Regions from separate parts of the Mus musculus genome. Here regions 2 and 3 are each linked to region 1. A link is a contact called in public HiChIP or PLAC-seq and Micro-C data. All regions are on one chromosome and are shown on one strand. Each heading gives the region's core, a stretch centred on a gene start, on an enhancer-like site or on the middle of the called end of the contact. The rest is flanking DNA. Distances are from core to core; before and after follow the strand shown. Region 1 holds the start of Mapkbp1 (mitogen-activated protein kinase binding protein 1). Region 2 has its middle 44 kb from the start of Tyro3. Region 3 holds the start of Itpka (inositol 1,4,5-trisphosphate 3-kinase A).

Region 1 (3,685 bases), core at 808-3,307:
GGCGAGAAAGGACGGACACTTTGCAAACCCATAAAAGTGAAACAGATTGCCCAAAGAAAATATGATAAACCCGGTCAGAGAAGAGCAGGACCTGTAGTACACAAATTAAAACACCAGGTGGTGGCATTTGTTAGCAATGTACAGCAGCTTTGTGAGTAGGTCAAATCGCAGATGATTAATGGTGCCGAGTTAATATAGTTAGAGGTGATCATTCTTGTCTTCGGGTCTAGGCGGTAAAATTGGAAGTACCATTTTAGTTTCCTAAAATCTATAATGTGTGGCTTTAGGCGTCCAGTTGCTGTTGACATTTGTATCCAATACGTAGCTATATAGTACACAGGTACCTTCCTGTTTGAACACAGATTGTGCAAGTACCACTAAACTTTTTTGTTTGTTTTTTGTTTTTTCGAGACAGGGTTTCTCTGTATATCCCTGGCTGTCCTGGAACTCACTTTGTAGACCAGGCTGGCCTCGAACTCAGAAATCCGCCTGCCTCTGCCTCCCAAGAGCTGGGATTAAAGGCATGTCCCACCACCGCCCGGCCACTAAACCATTTTTTAAGGATCCTTCCCTCTAACTACCATTTTCCTCAGCAGTTCCTACGGTCTGGAATGGGGGACATGTCAGTGTACTGTTCTAGTTGGGTACAGGCCTTTTGGCTTAAGCTAGCCTTTTCAGAAGGCAGTTTTATTTTATTTAAAGAAATTATGTGTTTGGGTGTTTTGCTTGGTGCCTATGATGGAGGCCAAAAGAGGGAGACAAATCCCTGGGAACTGTTGTGATATGCCATAAGGGTGCTGGTAAATTAAACCTGAGTCTTATGAAAAGAAGCCAGCGCTCTTAATCACCAATCCATCTGTCCAGCGCTCCCCAACCCCCAAGGTAATTTCTTGAAGTAGTAGCTAGATGAAAAATTCTAGCCAACTTACAAATCTATGAAGCATGAGTATGTGGTATTTCCCCTATCTCCATGAGCTAGAACAAAACAAAACAAACAAAACCTGATAGCAGCAAACTTTGACATCGGTGTCAGCCCTAGGGGTGTTTGCAATTTTTGAAAAGACAGAAAAGATCTGGAGTAGCAAAAATACTGTTAATGCTGTTAACAGTATTTCTTGTTAAATGCTATAAGGACGTTGGCAGCTAAGGAAATGATGGATTATATCATGGGTGCCTTTTCAGTTCACAACCTACCCTAAGGCTCTATTTTGAGGCTTGAGTCTTCCATCACTGATAGATTAAGTTCAAAAGTGTGTAAATTGAGTTACTCTGCGTGAGTCATTGTGTTAGGCTGGCCGGAATCAGAAACGATTCCAACTGCGTTAAATCCCAGCACTTGGAATGGAAAGGAGTTCTTTTGGCAGCATCCCAAACCCCCCCCCTCCTTTTTTTTTTTTTTTTTTTTTTTTTTTATGAGTTAGGAATTAAATTTCAGCCGTAATCTCCTAGGCCCACCAAATATCAATCTTAGGCCTGGAGGCGTGGTTATCAAAGTTCTCTAAGAGGACCATGCCTGATAATACCGTAAAAGGCCAGGTTCTCTCAATTCTAAAGCAATATTACATTGACCTTCCTTTAGGAGCGGTACCCACAATTATACTGTGCAGAATCCGAGACCTCTGCGTTCTTGGTTCATTCCTTGGTTCCGCCCCCATAGGCATCAGTCGTCCAATCGGGAACCAATCTGCCACAGACCGCACCCCCTTTACTAGGCCCCGCCCTCCCAGCGCAGCTCGGCCCAGGCTCTAGTTCGCGTTTTGAGCCGCTGGTGCCACCATAGCTACTGCTGCGGCTGCGGCAGCAGAGCTGAAGCCGTCGATCGCGATGCCGGAGGGCGCTGTGAGCTGGGCCCCAGCGAACGGGGGCGCTGACGAGTAGTAGGGTTTCTGAAGTAGGCAGTGGGTGTGGGGGGCTAAAACGGAGCTCCCAAGACTCGGGTGCGGGAGGGAGCTTCTCGCATCGGCTCGGGCCAGCGTGAGCCCGGCGGCCAGCTCGGTGCTTCGGCCCCTTGCCCAGTGGCTTCGGAGGCCTCCTCCCTTGGACACCTCAGTTACCATGGGAACACTTGGGCTGTAACCGGCGCCCGACTGGTCACTAGTTCATCCGATTCTTCAGTTAAACGCCTCTGGCAGGTGTGGGCCTGACATTTCTTCACTCCAGGGGTCGTCCTCCCCTTGTAAAAAAAAATCTAGCAGGCTAGGGTGGGGATGGGGAGTGGGAAAGCGCAGGGCAATGCCCAGAGTAAGAGTTGGTGACAAGCAGAAGACACCTACTGTGATGATAAGGTTGCTTCTGCCATCTCAGGCCAGTGAAAGTGCATATCCGAAGGCTGTGTTGAACGAGAAGGCAGTACCGCTGTTGAGACAAGTCCAAAGGCTAGGCCAGGGACTGTCCTTAGGGGCTCCTCGTTATGATGGCTGGAGAAGGGTCAACCATTACTAGCCGTATCAAGAACTTGCTGAGGTCTCCATCCATCAAATTACGCAGAAGTAAAGCAGGAAACCGGAGAGAGGACCTCAGCTCCAAGGTGAGTCCTGTTGGGAGCCACCTCTTACCTACTCTGTCCTCTCCTGCACTTCGTTCCTTTTTTTTACCTTTCTCTTTCTTGAGGGGCAGGAAGGGGGTGGAAGAATGAAATTTCTCTGTTGGCTTTAAAAGATCATATACGCTTATCTTTGACGACCTGATTTGAAGTTGGAAGAACAGCAGGCGTGGGTGGGCATGCTGAGACGCAGCCATGGCTTGAAGAAGGGCATAGGAAGGCAAACTGGGTTTAACAGGGCCTCAGTTTAAACTAAGTGTGTGCTTGGGAAACAAGTTGACATTTTATGACTCAGTTTCTCTTCTTAGAAGAGTACAGTGAGATCACATATTCTGTAAAGGACCTAGCTGTGACTAATGTATTAGTGTAACAGTTGGGGTTATAATGCCAGACTGTACAACAGAAAGAATATACTAATACACTTCATCTAAGAGAGCAAAACAATTTTTTGACAAGCTTAGTGATGCATGCCTGTAATCCCAGCACTAGGGAGTCAGAGGCAAGTTCAGCCTGGTCTATATAACAATTTCCAGGGGGAGCCAGGGCTACATAGTGATACCCTGTCATGTTCAAAGATGTAGAAGATTGGGCTGGCAAGATTGGACTGGTAGAGACCTTTGCCAACAAGCCTGATCTGATTTTGATTCCTCGGACCCACATGGTGGAAGGAGTAAACCAACTCCTGGAAGTAGTTCTCTGATCTCCACATGTGCATGCACATATGCAGGGGAAGAAATAAATGTAAAATGGTTTATCTCTTTAAGATACTTAAGTTGCTGGGCTAGAGCGATGGCTCAGTGGTTAAGAGCATTGGCTGCTCTACCAGAGGTCCTGAGTTCAATTCCCAGCAACCACATGGTGGCTCACAACCATTTATAATGAGGTCTGATGCCCTCCCTCTTCTGGCATGCAGGTGTACATGCAGATAGAGCAATCATATCCATAATATAATATAAATAAAGATACTTAAGTTGCTTTAACTGGAACGTCTTGGTTTCTCGTGATAACATGAAGGAGCCACGTGTGTGTGCCAGAAAGGCAGCTCTCCTGGTCTGTCCTTGTGGCACTGCTCATTCTGAGCATTGTATGCCAGCATCCTTCTTCTGGGCAGACGTTCATCCATCTTCCATTCTTATACATGTC
Region 2 (3,856 bases), core at 610-3,109, 130 kb before region 1:
CACTGTGGGACACCAGGCTTCCCCCCACACCTACTGAGAGGACTTGTGGGATGCCTGCCTGAGCAGTGCTCCAGCTCCTAGCTCCATAGGTATTTGTAAAATGTTACCATTTCGCTCCTCTGGCAGCTCCTCACTAAGGTTAGTGTGAGGATCAAGTTCATGGCTCAGGATGGAGAGGAAAGCATGGGGGAAGGGAAGCGACGCATTGAATACACTTCCAAAAGAACATGATTTTCTACAGTGCTGGTGCCTGTGCCACCAGGAGAGGTGATGACAGCCTCCTCCCATTTCAGAAGCAGCTCCTAGAGTCATCTGTAGGCGGATTCACATGACACATCCTTAAACTGACGCCATTCTGGGCTGTCTGTTCCCCAGTCACATCTCAGCAACAATGGCTCGTTACATTTCTAAGTTTGATTCCTGATTGGTTGTTTACAGGAACATCCAGGCTGCCCCGCCTGGTATCAGAGCCAGGATTTATCCTTTTGAGTCATGAAACCTCACCAGTCCTGCGTATGTGAACAAGTGAACTGAAATACCTCAAGGGAGTTAAGTTGGTTGTTTGTCACCATATTTTAATCTAAAAAATGTTAGTATGTATTACTGGAGGAAGTTGATGCAGATTTGCCTGCAAACTGTCTTGAACACAATCTTTCTTTTCCGGTTGTTGTTGTTTTCTTGACTGATGTGTCTGTATGAGGAGCATTTTGACTCTCTCGTGTCACTGCTTTTCTGTTCTCACTCCTCTCAGAATCTTTGCCAACATACCACTGACATTTGAGAAAGAGAATAGAGCAGTTTGGCTTCTTACTTGCAAAGCCTTCTGTTTCCGTAGTGACGTAAATAATTATGGAATATATCAAGAGTTTTCTTTAGACGATGTGGGTTTCTTTATTTTTGAGATGGGGTTTGGCTTTGTAGCCCAGGCTGGCCTGGAAGCTGAAGTGTCCTGCCTCAGCCTGTAAAGTGCTGGTATTTCAGGTGTGTGCCAACAAATGAAGGCCAGATCAGCCTTTGAAAAGATGGGGTTGTTACCTATGGGCAGGGCTACAAGAGCAGCCTGAGAAAGATCTATCATATGAAATTTGATTCATATATACAAATATATGAAATTCTTTTTTCTTTTCTTTTCTTTTTTCTTTTTCTTCTCTCTCTCTCTCTTTTTTTTTTCCCGAGACAGAGTTTCTCTGTATAGCCCTGGCTGTCCTGGAACTCACTTTGTAGTGTAGACCAGGCTGGCCTCGAACTCAGAAATCCGCCTGCCTCTGCCTCCCGAGTACTGGGATTAAAGGTGTGTGCCACCACACTCAGCTTTCTTTCCTTATTTTCTGTGTATGGGTGTCTTGCCTGCTTGTGCATCTGCATACCACTTTGATCAGTGCCTGTGAGAACCTGAGGAGGTATCCCCTCAGTACAGTACAGATCCCCTGAAACTGTAGTTATAGGTGATTATTAACTCCTGAGTGGACGCTGGGAATCAAGACCACCCCCTGCCCCCACTTCTCAAGAAGAGCAGCCAGTGCTCCTAACTGCTGAGCCACCTCTCCAATACCGTTCTTTTAAAAACTCACTTTATTTAAATTAACTAACTAATTTTGGTTTTGAAACTGGCTCTCAATGTGTATTGCATTAATATTGCTTTCTTAGAAACTGTCTTAGTTAGGCTTTTACTTCTGTAAACAGATACCGTGACCAATACACACACACACACACACACACACACACACATATATATATATATCTGTCTTCAAACATACCAGAAGAGGGCACCAGATCCTAAAAAGGTCATCTCAGGAACTTTGAGAAAGTCAAGAAACACTGCCCCTCCAGAAGGGAGAGGCTAATTAGCATTTCTCAGACCACAAGAGAGAACCGACCTGAGGGTGGGGACACATTCCGCAGGACTGGCCTTGCTCATCTTCAGACAACCGAAGTCCTTGTCACCTCATTCCCTAAAGACCAATCAATTTAAAAGGTGCACTGTTCCACCAATCATATTGTACCTAGTTGCTTTTGCTTTGTTCTGCCCTGGAAACCATATAAAAACTCCCAAACTGGTGCTGGTAGTTGCTGCCTCTCCTGTGGGTCTGGGACAACCCCAGTGCACTGGAACAATTAATTCCTCTTGCTTTTTGCATCGATCCCGGCTCTACAATCCCCTGGTTGTGAGCAACCATGTGGTTGCTGGGAATTGAACTCAGGACCTTTGAAAGAGCAGTCGGTGCTCTTAACCACTGAGCCATCTCTCCAGGCCCAAGGCAATTTTTTTCCCTTGGGTATTTTCTTTATTTACATTTCAAGTGTTTTCCCCTTTCCAGATCTCCCCTTCTGAAACCATCTATCCCATCCCCCTCTCCCCCTGCCTCTATGATGGTGCTCCCCTGCCCATTCTGGTCTTCCCATCCTGGCATTCCCCTATACTGGGACATCGAACACCCTCAGGGCCAAGGGCCTTTCCCCCCACTGCTATCCAACAAGGCCATCCTCTGCCACATATGTGCCCAGAGCCATGGGTGCCTCCATGTATACTCTTTAGTTGGAGATCCAGTCCCTGGGAGCTCTGGGGGGTCTGGCTGGTTGACACTGTTGCTTCCTCCATGAGGCTGTCCCTCGCACAGTCTGCACAAGGCATCTCTTATAAGGAACAACATTTAATTGGGGCTGGCTTACAGGTTCAGAGATTCAGTCCATTATTATCAAGGTGGGAACATGGCAGCATCCAGGCAGGCATAGTGCAGGAGAAGCTGAGAGTTCTACATCTTTATCTGAAGGCTGCTAGCAGAATACTGACCTTCCTCCCTGCCCCCGAGACAGGGTTTCTCTGTGTAACCCTGGCTGTCCTGGAACTCATTCTATAGACCAGGCTGGCCTTGAACTCAGAAATCCACCTGCCTCTGCCTCCCAAGTGCTGGAATTAAAGGCCTGTGCCACTACTGCCCAGCTCAGGATGAGGGTTTTAAAGCCCACACCCACAGTGACACACCCACTCCAACAGGGTCATACCTACTAATAGTTCCACTCCCTGGGTCAAGCATATACAAACCATCACAAAAACTATTCTTTTTGCTTTTTACAAGTGGACCATTTACTTCTTTTCTTCCTTTCATATGAGCATGTGTGTGTCTGCCTCTGTGTGTGTGTGTGTGTGTGTATGTGTGTGTGTGTGTGTGTATGGAGGTCAGAGGACAACTTGCAGAATTCAGTTCTCATCTTCCACCTTGCTGAGGTCTTTCCTTACTCTGGTGGACTGAGTACTCTAGGCTAGCTGGCTGAAGTGCTTCTGGACAGTATCTGCCTCCCATCTGTAGGAGCAATAGGATCATAGAATCACACTACTGCACTGGCTTTTATTTGTTGGTTCCTGGGACAGACCTCAGATGGTCAGGGTTCTGTGCCTAGTGCCTTTATGTGTTCAGCTATCTCTCTGGCTATTTATTTATTTAATTTGAGACAGGGCCTCACTATGTAGTCCAAGATGTCCTGAAACTCACTCTGTAGACCAGACTGGCCTCAGATTCACCCAGATCTTTCTGCCTCTGCCTCTTGAGTTCTGGGATAAAACACATGTGCCACCACATCTGGCTGATTTCCTTTGAGACAGGGTATCGCTTGATAGTTCAGGCTAGCCTTGAACTCACATTTCCTTCCTTTACCTGCCAAGTGCTGGGATTTTAGATGCAAATCACAACTTTATTTTTTATTTATTTATTTTGTAAAGATTTATTTATTTATTTATTATATGTAAGTACACTGTAGCTGTCTTCAGACCCACCAGAAGAGGGCATCAGATCTCATTACAGATGGTTGTGAGTCACCATGTGGTTGCTGGGATTTGAACTCAGGACCTCTGGAAGAG
Region 3 (3,828 bases), core at 357-2,856, 230 kb before region 1:
CAAGTGTTCAGACTGTGGTTTCCTTTCTCTTTTGCTTTCATTCCTCCCACACACCTCCTCCTCCTCCTCCTTTTTTTTTTTTTTTTTTAATTCCAAAATCTATACAGAAGCTGAGTGGCAGCTGCAGGCACTGTGATGACCTGGGCTGTCAAAGCCTCCCCATTACTCTGGCATGCAGTTGGAGATCCCATGGCTACAAGCAGCCACCGCCCCTGGAAACACCCCCCCCCAACTTCTCCCTTTATCAGTCAGTCATCTAGAGATCTTCTCTCTTTGCGAAAGGTTCTCCTCCTCCCTCTTAACTTCTGGCTGAAGAGAGAAAAGGCAAGTCTCATACTTAACCCTGGGCTTGCCCCAGCAATCCCAGGGTTGTTGTTCTAGGTGTTCCATGACAGGACCCTCAATTCTTTTAGGGGAAGGCAGACAAGTCTGGCTTCTGCTCACAGTAGCCTTGAAGTTCAGCTGAGCACCTGCAAGCAGAGGCCAGAGACCCATTCAGAGATGACAAGAAGGATTTCCAGTGTCTGAACTTCTACATCGGTGTTCTCTTTTCAGTATGCAGCCATAACTCTAGGCCGTGTGAAGTTTTTCTTCTGTTTACAGATAGGGAGATGGATAGAAGGAGTGAGCCAAGATAGGGTGGCCCGAGACACTGGCTGTCTATTACAACACTAAAAAACACTCGCATTTTTGGAGCACCAAGACTTTTTCGTTCCTTTCATGCTGGGCATGGAATCCAGTTCTAGTCGCGTACTACGCAAGTGCTCTACCGCTGAGCTACGCACTCAACACCCATCTCTAAAATTTTACTCTCAGAGCAACCCTGCAGCTCCGCGACGAAGGAGATTCAGCAGTTCAGAGAGGCGAAAGGACTCCTTTTGAAACCACAAAGCTCCAAAGGGGCAGGAGGGGGAGGAGGAGAAGAAACAGCTAGTGGGGGGCTGGAGAGGGGCGGTGGAAATGCAGGCCACCACCGGCTGTGATACTTGGAGAGAGTCAGACTCCGCCTCTTGACCTTGTTCTCTGCCCGCTGGGAAGTGGAGAGCTTCGAGGGGTGGGGGTGGGGAGCAGTCTCAGCTCGACCCTGGCCACAGACTCTAGTTGGGCACACTCCTTGAGGTGTGGCTTCCTTGGGTGGCTGACGGCCTTGAACTCCGAATTAAGGGGCCCAGGCCAGAGAAAAGCCCCAGAGACTCAAAAGACTTTGACCAGGAAGGTTGGAACACGGAAAGGAGCCCGAGGAAGCGAGTGAAAGAATGGGCACAGCTTCTTCCTGTGCAGATTAAGACCTCTGGTTCCCATTGAAGGAATCCCTCAAAAGCCGCGGGAGGGCACTGGGCTCAGGTGCGGGGCAGGTCCCTTCTGCCACCTTGAGGGCAGGTCTAGAGATAAGGCGGGGGCCGGACCTGGGACTTCCACGTTACACTCGGGACACTGCAAGCCTCCTGCAGCAGCGAGGGCCCCCGGAGGCCCGCGCTTTCTCAGAAAGTGAAAGGAGTGGGCGGGGGGCGCGGCCGGGGCGGGGCGCGGCCGGGCGGGCGTTGCCGAGGCTCCGCCCCGGGGCAGTCCCAAGCCCGGGGCGCTGAGCGTCTACAGTCCCCGCCGCGCCGCGGGCTGGTGGGCTCGGCTGCGGCTCCGGTGCCGGGAGATGACCCTGCCCGGGCGCCCGACGGGCATGGCGCGGCCACGGGGCGCGGGGCCCTGCAGCCCCGGGCTGGAGAGGGCTCCGCGCCGGAGCGTCGGGGAGCTGCGCCTGCTCTTCGAAGCGCGCTGCGCCGCAGTCGCCGCTGCAGCAGCCGCAGGGGAGCCCCGGGCCCGCGGGGCCAAGCGGCGTGGGGGACAAGTGCCCAACGGGCTCCCGCGTGCTGCCCCTGCCCCGGTGATCCCTCAGCTCACTGTGACAAGCGAGGAGGATGTGACCCCGGCCAGCCCAGGGCCGCCAGACCAGGAGGGGAACTGGCTCCCAGCTGCGGGGTCGCACCTGCAGCAGCCACGCCGCCTCTCCACCTCGTCCCTCTCCTCCACCGGCTCCTCGTCGCTGCTCGAGGACTCGGAGGACGATCTGCTGAGCGACAGTGAGAGCAGGAGCCGCGGCAACGTGCAGCTGGAAACCAGCGAGGACGTGGGGCAGGTACGGGCCGCGGGGGCGGGGCCAGCGGGGGCTGCGCGCCGGGGACTCCGCTCTCTGCTCTGCTCTGACCGGCTTGCGTTCCCCGCCGAGAGCCCAAGCGGGGGACAGGGGGCATGGGGGCGGAGAGGGAGCCCAGGACGACCTCTCGCCTTGGTTCTTTTTCGGGGGCTAGGCAGGCGATGGTAACTGAGTGCCTGGGCGTCTAAAGGAGGTTGAGGAGTACGCGACCCACGGAGCGGGAGCCGGCGGGTCGGCTGGCGTACCTGGGTAACTGTCAGGTAGGGCTGGAGAGATCAGAGCGGGGTAGCCTTGCCCCGGGAGCCCTGAGAGAAAAAGGGGCGCGTGAGCTTTTCCCTCTCCTCCCCCTCTCGGTGCCGCGGCCCCACCCCCGCCGTTGCCACGGTTTCCCTCTCTTGAGTGGGAGTGGAGCGGAGCTCCTGGCTCTGCTCCGGAGCCGCTGCCGTCTGCTCCCCGCGCGCGCACGAGGCGTGGATGCGGGAAGGGAGGGGCGCAGGGCTAGAACCGAGCGGAACCAAGATCCACCTGCTGCGTCCCCCCTCCTCGCCCTGGCCTACTGCTCCTAAGTGTCCTGGGAAAGGTAAACTGAGGCTGACAAGAGCTTGCTAGTCTCTGTATGGCAATGTGAATGTTCCCGGGCCAATTTAACCGGCAGCTATCACCAGCCAGTGTGAGGTGAAGTCATTATTCGTGGTATGGCCCTCCTTGACTGGAGGTTGAACTCAGGGCCTCAAACACAGTAGGCAAGCACAACCACCACTGAGCTACATCCTAGCCCTCTTTTCTTGACACTAAATTGCCAAGTTACAGTGAAACACAGTCTATAGCCTATTCGGGCCTTGAACCTGCGATCCTCTTGTGTCAGTAATCTCCCTTGTTTTAACCATGGCCAGATAACTAAACTAACTGCCTGTGGACTGTGCAGCGTTGCTCTAGATGCATTTTACGCAAGCGTTCCTCGAGTGGAAAGAGAGAGAGAAAAAAACCGGGAACGCCCCGCTCTGCCCTGAAGGCCGCGTCCTGGCGACTTCGAGAGTAAGACGCGCGCCCAGGTTGCCTAGACACCTTGAGAAGAGCGCCGAGGTGTGGCCTGGGCCTTCTGGAACCTGGCATCCCTGCACACTAGGATTGGACCGAGGGAGGCAGTGTAACGACTCGAAGTGGCACTGTGACTCAGAGACTTGCAATACAAAAGAGAAAAGAGGGTGGGGGACTCACAGCAAGGATGTCGTCCCCCCACTTCCCGTCATCAGGTGTAGGTGCGGGGGCTCAGTCACGAGTCCTCTGTGCCTTTCGTCCTGACACCGTACGATCCGGTACGGTGGTCGTTCTTGGGGCGACTCTAGACTAGGTACTGAGGCGAATGTCGCCGAGGCCGAGGCTTCCCCAATACTGTGACTTGTGAGCAGTGGGAGGACCTCTGAAGAACCTGTACCGTAGATCTGCCACTCCCCTGCTCTAATCTCTGACACGGAGAGGCGGGCCCCTGTGAAGGGCGCGACCGGTGAGAGCTGGGAGGACCCGGGCTAGGGCGCAGGCACACCCGCTTCCCTGTTCCGCCCGCCAGGACCCCCTAATTGCTCAGGGAGAGGCTGTGTGGAGGAGGACTTGCAGTCTAAATCTGGGTCCAGTGTAGGTAGCTCCGGCAGGGGTCAGGACATCCAAGAGAAGCCCAAGCT

The links. Hi-C and Micro-C count contacts between places; a contact is called where the count stands out from the background. HiChIP or PLAC-seq counts read pairs in DNA pulled down with a chosen protein or histone mark.
Region 2: a Micro-C map of embryonic stem cells shows a contact between it and region 1, with 2.5 times the contacts expected there. The contact joins the enhancer-like site here to the promoter of Mapkbp1 in region 1. A contact is called at or near these places in 4 of 39 promoter capture datasets (3T3-L1-derived adipocytes, the HPC-7 cell line, embryonic stem cells and 1 more), 1 of 15 datasets of contacts at CTCF or cohesin (embryonic stem cells), 2 of 484 Hi-C or Micro-C datasets (embryonic stem cells and nephron progenitors), 2 of 115 datasets of contacts at active chromatin or transcription factors (both in embryonic stem cells) and 1 of 9 other capture datasets (adipose tissue).
Region 3: a contact with region 1 is called in an HNF4G HiChIP or PLAC-seq map of pancreatic cancer cells. The contact joins the promoter of Itpka here to the promoter of Mapkbp1 in region 1. A contact is called at or near these places in 12 of 39 promoter capture datasets (the 3T3-L1 cell line, cranial neural crest, embryonic stem cells and 5 more), 4 of 484 Hi-C or Micro-C datasets (CD4 T cells, embryonic stem cells and muscle stem cells), 7 of 115 datasets of contacts at active chromatin or transcription factors (the 230-238 cell line, bone marrow-derived macrophages, embryonic stem cells and 2 more) and 4 of 9 other capture datasets (adipose tissue, embryonic stem cells, macrophages and 1 more).

What each region holds. Positions count from the first base shown.
Region 1 is chr2:119,970,642-119,974,326 of GRCm38.p6, forward strand. It overlaps Mapkbp1 (mitogen-activated protein kinase binding protein 1), which reads left to right and starts at 2,058. Exons shown (of 30, transcript NM_011941.3): 1 at 2,058-2,527. The coding sequence starts at 2,411.
Region 2 is chr2:119,841,887-119,845,742 of GRCm38.p6, forward strand. No RefSeq gene overlaps it. Among named protein-coding and RNA genes, the nearest start is that of Tyro3, 44 kb to the left of the region's middle. Within about 2 kb of position 1,860, at least 27 of the 459 cell types and tissues checked have an H3K27ac peak or open chromatin away from gene starts, as enhancers often do. A contact at or near this core is called in embryonic stem cells, where this site is marked.
Region 3 is chr2:119,740,731-119,744,558 of GRCm38.p6, forward strand. It overlaps Itpka (inositol 1,4,5-trisphosphate 3-kinase A), which reads left to right and starts at 1,607. Exons shown (of 7, transcript NM_146125.2): 1 at 1,607-2,131. The coding sequence starts at 1,649. It overlaps Gm25857 (a small nucleolar RNA gene), which reads right to left and starts at 226; the gene lies at 98-226.